Regions from separate parts of the Mus musculus genome. Here all the other regions are linked to region 2. The links are chromatin contacts, called in public promoter capture Hi-C and targeted proximity ligation maps. All regions are on one chromosome and are shown on one strand. The core of a region is the stretch at or near the end of the contact, and the rest is flanking DNA. Distances in the headings are between cores, read along the strand shown.

The links. Promoter capture Hi-C pulls out the DNA fragments that hold promoters and counts their contacts.
Region 1: a contact with region 2 is called in a targeted proximity ligation map of microglia, with 8 times the contacts expected there. A contact is called at or near these places in 10 of 39 promoter capture datasets (the 3T3-L1 cell line, 3T3-L1-derived adipocytes, the C10 cell line and 5 more), 2 of 130 datasets of targeted methods (bone marrow-derived macrophages and microglia) and 2 of 9 other capture datasets (adipose tissue and macrophages).
Region 3: a contact with region 2 is called in a promoter capture Hi-C map of liver. A contact is called at or near these places in 6 of 39 promoter capture datasets (the 3T3-L1 cell line, the C10 cell line, the HPC-7 cell line and 1 more), 9 of 484 Hi-C or Micro-C datasets (the AML12 cell line, the Ba/F3 cell line, the HPC-7 cell line and 5 more), 7 of 130 datasets of targeted methods (the 230-238 cell line, the NIH/3T3 cell line, bone marrow-derived macrophages and 4 more) and 3 of 9 other capture datasets (adipose tissue, liver and macrophages).

Annotation. Positions count from the first base shown.
Region 1 is chr19:34,639,583-34,642,282 of GRCm38.p6, forward strand. Ifit1 (interferon-induced protein with tetratricopeptide repeats 1) reads left to right here and starts at 1,307. Exons shown (of 2, transcript NM_008331.3): 1 at 1,307-1,405. The coding sequence starts at 1,401. It also overlaps a transcript of Ifit1bl1 not described here and a transcript of Ifit1bl2 not described here.
Region 2 is chr19:34,878,166-34,880,865 of GRCm38.p6, forward strand. It overlaps Pank1 (pantothenate kinase 1), which reads right to left and starts at 1,290. Exons shown (of 7, transcript NM_001114339.2): 1 at 359-1,290. The coding sequence starts at 911.
Region 3 is chr19:34,684,293-34,686,992 of GRCm38.p6, forward strand. All of the region lies in intron 2 of Slc16a12 (solute carrier family 16 (monocarboxylic acid transporters), member 12), which reads right to left. Among named protein-coding and RNA genes, the nearest start is that of Ifit1, 45 kb to the left of the region's middle.

The sequences.
Region 1 (2,700 bases), core at 57-2,556, 240 kb before region 2:
AAGTGACCAGAGGGCCAACTCCTGTCTTGGTGTCAGCTGATGGGGGGGGGGGGTTAGGGCTGTACCTACCTGGTCAAAGATAACTCTCAGGAGAGGCTAGCACTATATCAAGGAGATGGGATTAGATGTTTAACTTCTTTCAATATTTTTAATATATGGAGGTGAGAAGGATGAGCTGAATTTGAGGACCTAGACATCAAAGGTCAGGATAAGGAACTAGACAGCAATAAAGGCTGAGATTACAGGTTAACCAAGACAACAGACTAAAGTATTTGACCTCAACCTGAAACAGTGTGAGCCCCACTGTCTGTAGTTCCCTAGATTGCTATTAGCCCTTAAAATGGTATTTATTTTACGTGTATGAACACACTGTAGTTGTCTTCAGACACACCAGAAGAGGGCATTTAATCCTATTACAGATACTTGTGAGCCACCATGTGGTTGCTGGGAACTGAACTCAAGACCTCTAGAAGAGCAGTGAGTGCTCTTAACCACTGACCCATCTAGTAGCCTTGCTATTAGTGGGATAGCATCAAGGCTCTGAATAACCATCACCCTTTAGGGATTCCATGTTTGGTTCTTGTTAACATGACTATGATTGGTGGAAAGAACCCTTTAGAGTCACCTCAGGAGAAGTTAACACAAAGCATGGCTCTACAGCTCTCTGGGCAATGGGAAACTGTCCTGGTTTATAAAGACTGTATTCCTAAGGCTTCGGATAGGCTGGGAAGCTATGGACCAGTCAATGCAGGTGAATAATGACATCTGTGGAAGATGCTAAGGATAGACACACAACAAACCAGCTAGTATCTTCTTCCACTTCCACAATGCATGAGAACTCACTCTTCCAGTCCCAAACTTTCCCTTTGCCATCCTAAGACCCCCTAGTGCCACATGGGAAAGTCTCACTTCCAAGGAGGAACTGCAGACCTTCAGTTGCTTGGAAGAAAGAACAACACTGCTTCTGAAGATGCCAGTCTGCTTTCCATTTTATCTGTATCACCTCCATCAGCCCCTACCTAACAGATAAGAGTCTCTGGGTGGCAGGGATGTCTCACTCTCTCTCTCTGGACAGCAGTCTGGATCCGACATGTCTGTATCCGTTTCAGAGCCTTCTCCTCATCGATTTCAGTGGAGAATGCAGTAGGGCAAACCCCACAGTGCCCCACAGTGCGTCTCCCTGGATAAACTGCAGGCTTCAGTTTCACTTTCCAGTCTCAGTTTCAGTTTCTCACTGCTGACTGAAAAGAGCACACCCCCTAGCTCACCCAGCCCTTTAAAAAAAACCTGAGCTTCCAGTTGGTGTGACAGTCTGCAAGAGAGCAGAGAGTCAAGGCAGGTTTCTGAGGAGTTCTGCTCTGCTGAAAACCCAGAGAACAGCTACCACCTTTACAGCAACCATGGGGTAAGGATTTCCCTGTTCTCCACTCTGAGGGAACCCAGGACACAGACGTTTGCTAGTGGCTGTTTCTGAGTGTGCCTCTAGCTTCTCTTTCTACTGCTGATGGGGAACAAGGATGCTAATTGTCCTGAGGGTCCAGGGAGTTTGCTTAATGCCCCCACTAAGCTGTGTGCCTGGTGCTGGATGTGTGACTGGAAGCTTGTTTTGATTTTTAAGGCTGTCTCACAGCATGTAGTAGGACGTACCTGGGAGAGAATTTAGTGCATGCTCGGCTCACAAACAAAGATGATTACCAAACAGGCCCTCTGGAATGGAATAAAGGACCACCAGTGCCCACTTGGTGCTCCAAAAGTGAGCAGCAGGTTAGAGTATGCTCCTTCTGATCTTCTGAGGACATAGTCCTTAGAATGTTCCAGCATGTCCTCAGAATCTTCCAGCCTATCCCTCAATGGACCTCTTGAAATGCTGTTCAAGCTTTCTGTTCCAGGCGCATTCATTCCCATCCCTGGCTGGCTAAACAAATAGCCAGGGCAACACCTCTCTCTCTCTCTCTCTCTCTCCCTCCCTCCCTCTCTCCCTCCCTCCCTCCCCGCGCCCCCCCCCCCCCCAGGATTAAGAAACAAAAATGTGTCAATTCTATTCTCTCTGACAAGAGGTATTAAAACCTTTTGGCCAAGAAACTAAATATATATGAATAAATATATATGAATATATGTTATATAAAGCCATGTCAGGAAGTTTGATAAGGTAGAGCAAGTAGAGACCCAGAGACTCGGTGGGCACACAACTGAGGCTTAGGGTATGGTGGGTAAAAGTTCTATACCTGAGTCAAGGGCCCCACACATCACCAGGAAGATAATGTGATTGATACAGTACCACCAACCAGTGGTTCCAGATTTAATAGATGGTGCATGGGGCACTACATCACACCCTGAGCCTGAGTATGGAGATATGGAACATCTGTGTTTTGCAACTGTTCAGAGGAATAGAGCATATAACTAACAAGAAAAAAGGCTCTCCTGCCTACCTCTGAGACCTAGGGAATCAGGTCACCTCTGATCCCTTGAGCCTGTGGGCCCCCTACTCCTATTGCCCTTCTGAAGTCAATTGGTCCAGAAGGTAAGAAGAAGTTTGGTAAGGTAGAGCAGATGCTATGCATAGGTGCATGTACCTCCACCTCAAGACAGAGAGCCCAGAAGGATCCTTGTGAGCCTCCCAGTCAAGGCAGACCTTCCTGGGCTACTGCTGTCCAGTTTTCAGAGTCCTCTGAGCTGTCCTGACAAAATCTTTATTTCCCA
Region 2 (2,700 bases), core at 40-2,539:
AAGGGCAAACTGGTAGCCTGAGATGCACGCCCCAAAAGATGTGCTCGGAGAAGGGAGCAGTGAGCCCCGGGCTGTGCCAGCCCGCCCTCCTCCTAGTCCCAGACCCAAGATCAGTCGGGTTGTTTGCCCCACGGCCACCAATAACAGCGGGCAGTGCGTTCTCCCAGCCGCTACGGTGACCGAGGGAGCAGCTCCAGCTAGTGTCTGACCGACCCAGTAGGCGGATCGGACTAGACAGGCGCCACCGCGGGCCGCCACCTTGGACGCCCGACGCCTCTAGGGAGGACGCAGTCCAGAGCGGCACTCTGTCGCCCCCCTCGACCGCGGGCACCGGCGCTTCCCTGCCGGCAGGACTTACGCGGCCTGTTCTTCCTCCCGGAGTCCATCCTCCTCCGCAGCCGGCATTTCTTGGCCGGAGAATCATGCTGGGCGAACAGCGGCTGCGGCTGCAGCTCGGACGGGAGCTGGAAGCGTGGGGCCGGCGGGTCGCGGCTGCTGGCGGCCGACGGGTGGAAGCCGTTGTGCAGCAGCCCGTTCACGGCGGCCGCGGCGCCCTCGGGGGCCCCCGGGGACTGCAGGGCCGCGCGCTCGTGTTGCGCGCCGCGGTCGCCCATGCCCGGGACCGGCGGAGCGGTGCGCGGGCTCCGGCTCTGGCAGCCTCGCTGGAGGTCACGGTCGGCCGTTCCCCGATCTTCCGATCCACCCTGGGGCTTGCTCTCCCGCAGCCTCGGCGCCGCGGTCGGGAGCTGGTGGCCCCGGCGCTCCTCCCCTCCTCCCGTCGGCGTCCCCACGTCTTCGGCGAGCTGGGCCCCGCGCACCGGGCTTGCTGCTCTCGCCCGCAGCGTGTCGGCATCGCGCGCAGCTGCGGGAACCTCGGTGGACCCCGGCCGGGGAGCCCGCCTCCCCCTCATCCCAAGGCCGAGCCACTTCAAATGCGGCTTCCTCGCCTCCCAGACCTGTCCCCGCCACTGAGCATGCCCAGTCCTACCCGCCACCGCCACCGACGAGTTTCAACGTGCGGAATGAAGTTCTCGGGGTTTGCGAAGAGGAGATAGGCGGATGGGGCTTTGTGTGGCGGAGCGAGCCTAAAGGGTACTGGGTGAGGTAGGCACGAGACAGCCAGAAGCCTCGGGAGGAATGCCGGAGGAAGCCAGATATTTGCAGAGGTTTCAGGTTTGCTAATCCTATCCCCAGTGGGCTAGTACCTTCACAAGGTCACCCATGCTACATCCCCGCCCCACGAAAGTGTGTGAGCAGGCGCGCGTGCGTTAATGTGACCAAACTACTCCCAGGTCTGAAGGGAGGGAAGAGAACAATTATTTATAGAGAGGTAGGCAGCCTTGGAGAAGGAGGGGAGTGAAATTCCTTGGTTGGCACACTCACACAAACAGCATGTGTTCTCGAGTTGTCGTTTGCAGAGAGGAAACCTAGGAAGAGAGAGAAAGGACAGTGAAGGACAAAACTAGGCAGGAATAACCGGTGCTAGAAGAAACCAAGTAAACAGAACCGATCCCAAGCTATAAAAAGCGCATTCCTCACCCAGAAAAGACCGGCAGGGGACAATGCCCTGTTCTGTTATTTATGAAATAAAAAGTTGCCTTGGTTATGAGAAGGGGAACCAGCACCATGATAGCCCTCAGAGTTAGCCCCCAGTTCCCAGTTCCGATTCCCACTGACACTGAGCAAAAGACAAAGTCAGTACTTAACACACCTGTTATAGGCAGTGCCCAGCAAGCGGGACACATTTGGGTATTGGGGACTTCTTGAGGCCTTAGCTTTTGTGTCTGTCCAAAGGGGACTCTTGTGTGTCACAAAAGTACCTAATATAACCTTTGCACATAATAAATGCCCACAAGAGTCTAATGTAGACATTAAAGTCAGGCTGGGGATATAACAGTCAGACACTTCTTATCATGGGATTCTGTCCCTACGAAGGAATAGAGAGAACATAACGGCAGGCTATTGTTTCCAATGACTATGAATACAGCGGGCAGAGGCCAGGCCCCTCACTGAATTTGCACATCACCAAGCTCAAACTAAGCTCTTTGACCCTCTGAAAACATCTGTATTAAAGAGGTGAGAACCGAAGTCTCCAAAGGCCAGCTTCAACAACTTGAACTTCCCTCTACCTTAATCCTAGCAAAAGTGACCTGTGATTAGCCTACCCACCCCTTGAACTAAATCCTCCATGGGTCCAAAACTGGCATTAGCTGTGCCCGGGGTTTACATTTGGTTTGAGGATTTCTTCTGGCAGAGCCCTTCCCAAAATCAACAGGTTCAGAATCAATGAGGCCACTCTGTTTCATCCACCTGTCATTTCAAATCAGGAAACCAAGGCACAGAGACATAACTGAGACTAAGACCAAAACTAGAACTTAATCCCTGTTTCCCTGCTTCCTTGGGCTTATATGATTTGAGAAATTGCCTTAGGTAATCCAGCCTCAGCCCATCTGATTTTTGTCCAGTTCTGTACAACTTGCTCCTTCAGGCTTATAATCTCTCCCTATTCCTATAACCCTTTATACCTCCTTCTTCTGGCTACAAAATACACATAGCCTACCTAGTAACACAGCCCTGCATCCCAACTACTCGGGAGGCTAAACCTCCTGAGGAGGAAGACCTCAAATTGAAGTCCTGCCTTAACTACTTAGTTCAAGTCAGTTTTCGTTACGTAATGAAACCCTGTCTCAAAAAAAAAAA
Region 3 (2,700 bases), core at 104-2,603, 190 kb before region 2:
AACAGTGCCTTCCTAGAACAGATGCTGGCATTTCAAACATTTTAGCCTGACTTGCAAGTCTTTGGTGTCCATGCTCCTTTCTGCCCACTGTTTGCATACTTCACTTCAGTCACCTCTTTCTACCTCGTTCAACACAGTCCCTGTGTATTATGCACGTCCGTACATTATAGCTTTTTCTGTGATTCTCCTCTAAGTGCTCGTTTTAATCTCAGATAGTTAGCCATTCCACACCTCCAGGAAATCCTCCTTGACTGCTCCCTTATTGCTCAAGACAGGAATGGATGCTTCTCGTACTCGTCCTCTACATGTGGCATGCTCATCTGTGGTCTGGCAACTCCCTTTCCACTTGTTTGTATTGTCCACTAGACGTTGCGCTGTGACAGAGGAAGACATATATGTCTTAGTTCACACTAAATTCCAAACATCTAGTATAGTATCTGTCATGAATTGGGTGCTTATAAAAATTGTTCAACAGAAGAAGACAATGAAGGAAGGTGAAAGAGGAAGGAAGAATGAAAGAAGGATGAAGGAAGAAGGAAGGAGGGAGGGAGGGAGGGAGGGAGGGAGGGAGGGAGGGAAGAAGGAAGGAAGGAAGGAAGGAAGGGAGGGAGGGAGGGAGGGAGGGAGGGAGGGAGGGAGGGAGGGAGGGAGGGAGGGAGGGAGGGAGGGGAGCCCCTTGATAGAGAATCTGACTGGAATGTAAGGAAGTGAAAGGCTCCACTGGAGAGAGAGGAGGAAGATAGGGTGGCAGTGCCACCAGAGGGCACTGCAGAGGCAAGCTGGAGCATCCAAACAGGCTATGAAAACACAGAATGAATCACCACTATCAGTGAAAAAGGTGCAGAAGTGACAGTAAAGAGTAGTTGAGAAAATGGCAAGATATTTTGAAATTATAAACCAGTCTCTTCACCAAATCGCTCTGGGGAACATAATATTACTGTGCTGTCCCTTGTGATTTCTTAAAAATTTTGCTTTGCCTTTTTTTTAAATTAATTAAGTTATTTATTTATTTTACATCCTGATTGCAGTGTCCCCTCCATCCTCTCTTCTCAGTCCCTCTCTCTTATCTCCCATCCATCCCGCCATCCATCTCTCCTCCCCTTCTCCTCAGAGATGAGGACGCCTCCCATGGGTATCAGCCAGCTTTAACATAGCAAATTGTAGCAAAATCAGGCACATCTTCTTCTTTTATTGAAAAGAAGCCCAGTAAGGAAAAAGGGATCTGAAGGCAGGCAATGTAGTCAGACAGCCCCTGCTCCCACTTTAGGAATCCCCTATGAAGACCCAGCTGCAGAACTGTTGCATATGTGCAGAGGGCCTAGGTCAGACTGATGCATGCTCTCTGGTTGGCAGTTGAATCTCTGTGAACCCCTGAGGGCACAGGTTATTTGATTGTTTCTGAAATGAGTTGACTAGTCCTATCAGTAAAACTTTGGATCTGAAAATCATTTCTGGAAAGTTGAGAACCTTAGTCAGAGGTCAAAGTTCAATGACCACATCCACCTTTATGAGCATTTCAACACTCATGAAGTTCAGAAAGATGGTTATGTCACTCAATGGGAAGAGGACCAAGTGACAAATGAAAAATAATTAAGTGAAAAGAAATAATACGGTCATTTTTCACCTCTTTAAAAAAGGAGAGAAATGACCATAGAGCTTTCCCGTTGAGGAAGGTTTGTGTTGTAAGATTTAAAATCCAGGGATATCTGAAATAAATTGAATTGTAATAGGAGCACACATGCATCCGGATGCTTGCAATAACAAGAGTCAGGAAAGCAAAGCTCTTATTCCAGATTCATACCCACGGAAACAGTGAGTGAGGAAGCTTGCTGATCTCTCAGGGTTCCAATTTCTTCATCTAGAGAGCAAGCATTTTTATAAGCATGACTCACAAAGATCAGAATGATGCATCTCATGTTGTCTCTTCAGCCTTTGGGGTCTGATAGGACTTGTTCCCCAAAATATAGAAACAGATCACAACCAGTGTCATCACTTATAACCAAACCCCCTTTCTTAAAGATGATCTGACTCAACAGGTCAATGAGCTTTATGACCTGTTAAGCTCAAGCTCACCACTGCTCTGACACTGTCCTAGCTACGCTAAGTTGGATCAAGAACTGACTCACAGCGATGTTGTAGACGACTAGCTAAAATCTCTGTCATATCCCTTGACTAATCCTATAATGTGGTGGGGAATGACTTCACGAAAACTATCTGAAAGCATGCCAACAAGGACAAAGTAAATGCTCGGTAACGTTACAATCACTTCATTTTTATCCTGACTCAAAAGGGTTTGAAAAAATCTCCAAAACTCCAAAGAACTCCAGAAATTTATTTCTACTCAGTTTATTTGAACTCAGGAAATCTAGGCAACACAAAGTCTCAAACCTAGGATATTGTTTTGTTTGAATATTTAAATAAAATTTTTGTTTCTAAAGTAACCATTCAAGTTGTTAATATATGTAGATAATTCATGTAATTGCACTTTAAATATGATCCTTAAGTTAATAATGTATTTTGATAAAGACATCTTAAAGAAAAAAGAAATAATCAATACATAGTAATAAGTAGAAGATATAAATAAATAATAATGACTGCTTTCATTGCCTGTTGAACTTTAAAATTTAAGTTTTTTCAAAGTACAAGGCTAGAGCTGAGATAGAATGTTTAAATGACTTGAGTTATAATTATAGCATTGTT